Regions from separate parts of the Anser cygnoides genome. Here region 1 is linked to region 2. The links are chromatin contacts, called in public Hi-C maps. All regions are on one chromosome and are shown on one strand. Each heading gives the region's core, a stretch centred on a gene start, on an enhancer-like site or on the middle of the called end of the contact. The rest is flanking DNA. Distances are from core to core; before and after follow the strand shown. Region 1 holds the start of KLB (klotho beta). Region 2 holds the start of KLF3 (KLF transcription factor 3).

Region 1 (2,930 bases), core at 20-2,519, 260 kb after region 2:
TCATCCAAACACGGTGCTATACTTATGTGGTAAGTGGTTCCCATGCTCAGGTTTCAGTGTATAACTGTCTTGCATGTAAAGATGCCTCGTATTGCTCTTGAGCAGCTGTGATCTAAGTGTGAATACATTTTATATTACTGTGCCTGAAGAAAAGCAAAAATAGCAGGCATCAGCCTTACTGTATTTAGTAAATTTACCATGTCTTGACGCATGTAGTTTTGCTGTAATTTGAAATATGTTAAAAGATGAGATTATAAAATATTGTCTAGCTGCTCTGTAAGATATTCACTGTACTGATAACCCAGCTGCATATACTGAGATTGTTAAATTAATCAATACCAAAATAGCATCTCTCAAGCCTAATTATCTTTGCTAATTATTTTTATTTAAAGAAATTAAGGGAAATTGCTTAAGGACTAGAACAGACCTTGTTAATTTTGTACTGCTGCTGTGCATAGAGCTGCACAGAGGACTTTTATAAGGGTGCATGTATTTGGAAGAAATATTGACCTGCTTTGTGTTTATACATAGTCAGTGGGATGTGCATATGTCTAAGTGTTGTAATCTTCATTAAGTTGCTATGCTGTGGGGAGAGACAAAATAGCACTCAGGGGTCTCCCCAGAAAAGGAGCAAGCTCGGTCTTTTCTCTGAGTGGATGATATGAGGAAATATTCACAAGATATTGGTAAATATGTGGAGATTTGTACCCAAAGAAAAAAATTCAGAGAGAAATTAATATGGTCCAGAGAGGGGAAAAATGGAGTTTGGTTTGTTTTTATTGAGTCTGTCTTGGTTCTAGTAATAAACTGTATCCTAATGTTGTACGTTAAATTTCACATAGGTAAAGTTAAACTCTGGGAAAAGACCCCAAACCCTTCTGGCATGCTCTTTTTATTTAACATGTGATTCATTAAAAATTGATAAATTGCCTTTTAAATGGAGGCTGTAGTCTGAATTCTATTTCTTCTCCTTGAAACAGCTGCACGAGGAACAAAGAATGGGATAGCTTCTGAGCACCCTTTGTCACCTATATGCTCTCATCGAGTGACCGAGCTTTTCGTATTGCTCAGGTAACATGTTTTCCTGCAGGAAGAACTCAGCCTAGGTGTCTCGGTGATCATACAGAGGCCACCTCCCTAAAAATTACGCTGTTCTCTGACCCACTCCAGGTCTCACAGTTCAGGCTAATCATTGACAGGGCTTTTACGATCGCAAGCTTTTAGTGAAGCTTTGATAAGACACTCCAGCAGTTAGTGGCAAATGAAGACAGTCTGCACAGCAGGGACTCCAGGGAATGAATGGATTTTTTTCAGCGGCAGTAAAGGAAATCTGACTTTTAACACTGGCGTTATAAAACGGCATAATGTGTGGCCGACGGCTGAAGAGATTTGTTGCTTTTTGGACATTAGTTTTCATAAGGATAGTCGCTGGGCTTGCCGGAGAGGGAAGATCTGTGTGGAAAAAGGACCCTAACTCCAGTCCCGTGAGTGAAACACAGATGTTTTTGTATGACACTTTCCCCAAAGAGTTTCTCTGGGGCATAGGGACAGGGGCGTTCCAGGTGGAAGGCAGCTGGAGGAAGGACGGGAAAGGATCCTCCATCTGGGACCGCTTCATCCACACGGAGTTCAGAGATGCTGACAGCACGGACGTTTCCAGTGACAGTTACAACTTGCTGGACAAAGATCTGTCAGCTCTGGATTTTTTGGGAGTTACCTTTTACCAGTTTTCAATTTCGTGGTCGAGGCTTTTTCCCACTGGGGTGGTAGCAGCTCCCAACGAAAAAGGACTCCAGTACTATAACACCCTTATTGACTCTCTAGTCTACAGAAATATTGACCCCGTGGTTACCCTGTACCACTGGGACCTGCCCTTGACACTGCAAGAACAATATGGGGGATGGAAAAATGAATCAGTAATTGATATATTCAACGACTATGCCACCTTTTGCTTCCAGACCTTTGGGGATCGTGTTAAGTATTGGATTACCATCCATAATCCTTACTTAGTTGCTTGGCATGGGTATGGCACAGGTATTCATGCTCCCGGAGAGAAAGGGAAAGTAACCACTGTCTACACTGTAGGACACAATCTGATCAAGGTACAGTATAGTAAGGTTTTATAAACTGATCTTGCACTGTCATAGGAAATAATGGGATGAATCAATCGTGTAATCAATGTTAAAAAAATAATCAAAGAATGTGAAAACATCAAGAAATAACCCTTAGCTAAGGCAGTTGTTTTTTTTCAAAATCTCAAATTGATTTCAATGTTGTAGTCACAACAGCTGACTCAGTAATTATTTGTTTTAAGGTGCTTGTTTATTGATTTATTTAAATTTCTTTTTGCCTACAACATCTGTCTATTAAAGACCATAGTTTTCCCTCTTTTTTCTTTTCATTTAGTTACACTGAAATGACTGTTCAGTCATTCAGCTACGCTAAAATGACCGTTCCATTAGTTTATACAGAGATTTAGTTCTATTTGCCTATTGGATCAGTTTTACTATCAGTAGAAGATGTGTATATATGATTACTTCTGGCTTAGTAAGATCATACTGCAAAATGTTTATCACTGAATTAGCGAGGTCATCAGTTCTTGGTTTGAGAAGAAAACAAATGTCCCCTTCAGTATTTAAGAGTTTCAAAATTACATTATTTCTGTAGCATTTTCAGCATTTTAATTTTTATGTTGGTGCTATTTTATGTATTGGCTATCTTCTACAGAATTACACAACTGAAAGGCTTGATCCCATGATCAATAGCTTCAGCAGCTGCAGTACTGGGTCCTAAGTTCATGGTATTTTTTTTTTGGAAAGGACAAAAAGAAAAGTCTGAAGTGGGTTGTATCTTTAAGGAAAAATGCGGAGACATTCATGCTGGTGCTTTACAGAGTTTACAGCATCTCTAATAGATTATGAATTTCATTC
Region 2 (2,700 bases), core at 38-2,537:
TGCTTTTACAGCTTTATTGACTCGGTAATAACCAAAGAGAACAGAAATAACAACAACCCAAGCATCCAGAGGTGAGTTTCACGGGGGTCCCAGTCAGGGAGTTGAATACACAGGTTGATCCCAGGGAGCTGGACATGCCCAGCACCCACCACTGACATTACCCACAGGACCAAGCGTGTAATGAAGAGTCCCACAGGGCAACTTCTCCATCCTCTAAACGCTTTTCATCTGTCCACAGTTCACACTGCAGGACAGAGCCTTGCCAAGCGCAGCAGTTGCCTTTTCGTTGACGTGTTAGGTACCATTCATCAATCAGAAGAAGACAGGATGGTACACGGCACAACGAACATATAACACCTTATATACAATATATAGCTTGTTAGGGGCAGAACCTTTGCCTAAGCAACAGAGCTGAGACGGCAGGCCAGGATTTTATTTTACTTCATTAAAGCAAACACCGCTCCAAGTGAAATCCCTCGGTCCGCAGGCGGGCACGGAGACAAGCGGCTCCTGTTTCACGGACCGTACGTGCAAAACCCCAGCCTCCAGCAGCAAGCGCCGTCCCGGGCCGAGTCCTGCCTTCAGCCCAGCGGAGCCCCGAGGAGGGCCGAGCCGGGGCCGCCTCAGGCCGGTGCCCCCCGGCGGGCCTCGGCCCCCTCGGCGCGGAGCGTGAGGCGCCTCTCCCCGCCCGCTGCGCCCCGCGGGAGGTGGGAGCGCGGCCATAAAGCACACCCCGGCACGGGCCTCAGGCGGCCGGCAGCGGGCGAGCCGCCAAGCCGGGGCGGAGGCGGCCCCACACCTCTGCCCCACGCCGGCCGCCCGGCCTCGCCTCGCCTCGCCCCGCTCCCCTCTCCCAGCCCCCGCCGGCGAAGCCAACTCGGCGGCGGCAGCGCCCCAGAGCGAGCACCTCCCTCCTTCCCTCCCTCCTCCCTTCCTTCCCCCCGGGCCGTGACGGCTGCTGTGCCGCCGCAGGTCGGCCGGGGTGGGCAGGGAGGGAGGGGAAGGGGCGCGCTGCGGGGCCGGCCGCCAGGCAGGCGGGGAGGGGAGGGGAGGAGCGGCCGGCCGGGCAGGTTTGTCGGCGGTGGTTGTCCCGCTCCCCGCCCCTCCCGGGGCCGCTGGCGGATAATTAGTGTCTGCGCGAGGCCGGCTGCCCCCGGGAGGCAGGGCGGGCGGCGGGGAGTCACGGCGTGCCCGCCTGTTTGTGCGCCGCGACTCGCCCCGGCCCCTCGGCGGAGCCTCCACCCCGCGGGCGGGCGGGCGGGCGGGGAGCCGCCCTCCTGCCTCCTGCCTCCCTCCCTGCCTCCCTCCCCGCCCGGCCGCGCTCCCCTCCGTGACCCTCCCGGGGAGCCGGGCAGGGCGAGAGAGGCGGCGGCGTCATGTGACAGCGCGGCCCGGTGCCAGCAGCCCGGGGGGAAGGCGGGAGGCAGGCAGGCAGGGCGGGAGGGAGCGGGGCCGGCCCCTCCTCACACACACACGACACACACACACACACAGAGCCGGAGCCACGGCGCCTCCAGCCTCCAGCCTCGCCGCCCAGCGCCCCCGCGGCGCCCTCCGCACCTCCCGCCCAGCGTAAGTGTGTGTGTGTGTGTGTGTGTGCGCGGCAGCCTCCCCCGGAAAGTTTCCCGGAGCTGCCGGAGGGACGGGGTCGTGGGGACGGGTGGGCTCCGGGGGGGGCTCCGCGCACCTGCCCGGCCTCTGGGGGGGTCCCCGGCCTCCGCCCGCCCCCCCCGCTGGGACGCCCCCGGGGCCGCCCTCCCGGCTGCGGGCTGCGGGGGCTTTTTGGGGACGGGGGGACGCGGCAGCGGCCCGGGGAGATGTTCCCGGGGGGCCTCGGGTTTTGGGAAGGGGCCGGCCGAGCTCCCGGTTAAGCCAGGGGATGGTCGTGCCCCTCAAAACCATGTCACCCCCCCTCCCCGAGCTGGCAGGGGTCGAGGTGAAGTTCAACCACGCCGCGCCGCGGTTGGGCACGGCGGTAGGAATAACGACCGCAATTTGCTTCCCTTTTTCTGGATGCCGTTCATTTATTATTATTATTATTAATTTTTTTAAGCCTAAACGGGGACGGGAGCGTTTACTTTGGACTTTTGTCAGATGCGCGTCCCGCACGGCTCGGGGCAACCCTGGCACGGGACAGCCTGGTCCGGGGGGCGCAGGCGGAGAGAGGGGCTGGGAGCTGCTCAGGAGGGGCATGGAGGGGGCGAAATAAATAGGGACTTGCCTCGTGTCCTCCCCTGATAATTCACTTACTGTACCTGTATTGTCCGCTGTGTTTTATTTGCTTCCTAGCCTTTGAAAACGCAGGAAGTGCCACTGTTTGTAGAGCTGAACTCTGAAGGTTTTATTGTTATGAAAAGCTGAATTTGGGTGCCGGATACAAGAGCTTTGAAGGCTTGACTTTATTTAAACTAATATCCATAAATGCTCATTACCTGTATTGAAAACAAAGGCTCACATGGCTGCTCAGTAACGATTTTTTCCCATAGAATACTTTTAAGATGCACACTTCTGGTAATTGCATGAGGAACTTCTTGTGTGAGAGGAACTACATCTGGATTTGATAATCCTGCCTGACCCAGGAGAGATTTACTTCAAACTAACTTTCCTCTTGTATTTTTAAGAGCTTTTTGTCTAGTATAAATACAAAAACCTGAAGCTGGTGTGAGTGGCCTTTTTTTATTTCTGTCCAAGCAGGCAAAA

What was found. Hi-C and Micro-C count contacts between places; a contact is called where the count stands out from the background.
Region 1: a contact with region 2 is called in a Hi-C map of liver, with 7 times the contacts expected there. The contact joins the promoter of KLB here to the promoter of KLF3 in region 2. A contact is called at or near these places in 2 of 7 Hi-C or Micro-C datasets (both in liver).

What each region holds. Positions count from the first base shown.
Region 1 is chr4:24,209,909-24,212,838 of Taihu_goose_T2T_genome, forward strand. KLB (klotho beta) reads left to right here and starts at 1,270. Exons shown (of 5, transcript XM_048072865.2): 1 at 1,270-2,102. The coding sequence starts at 1,365.
Region 2 is chr4:23,946,637-23,949,336 of Taihu_goose_T2T_genome, forward strand. KLF3 (KLF transcription factor 3) reads left to right here and starts at 1,288. Exons shown (of 7, transcript XM_066995762.1): 1 at 1,288-1,572.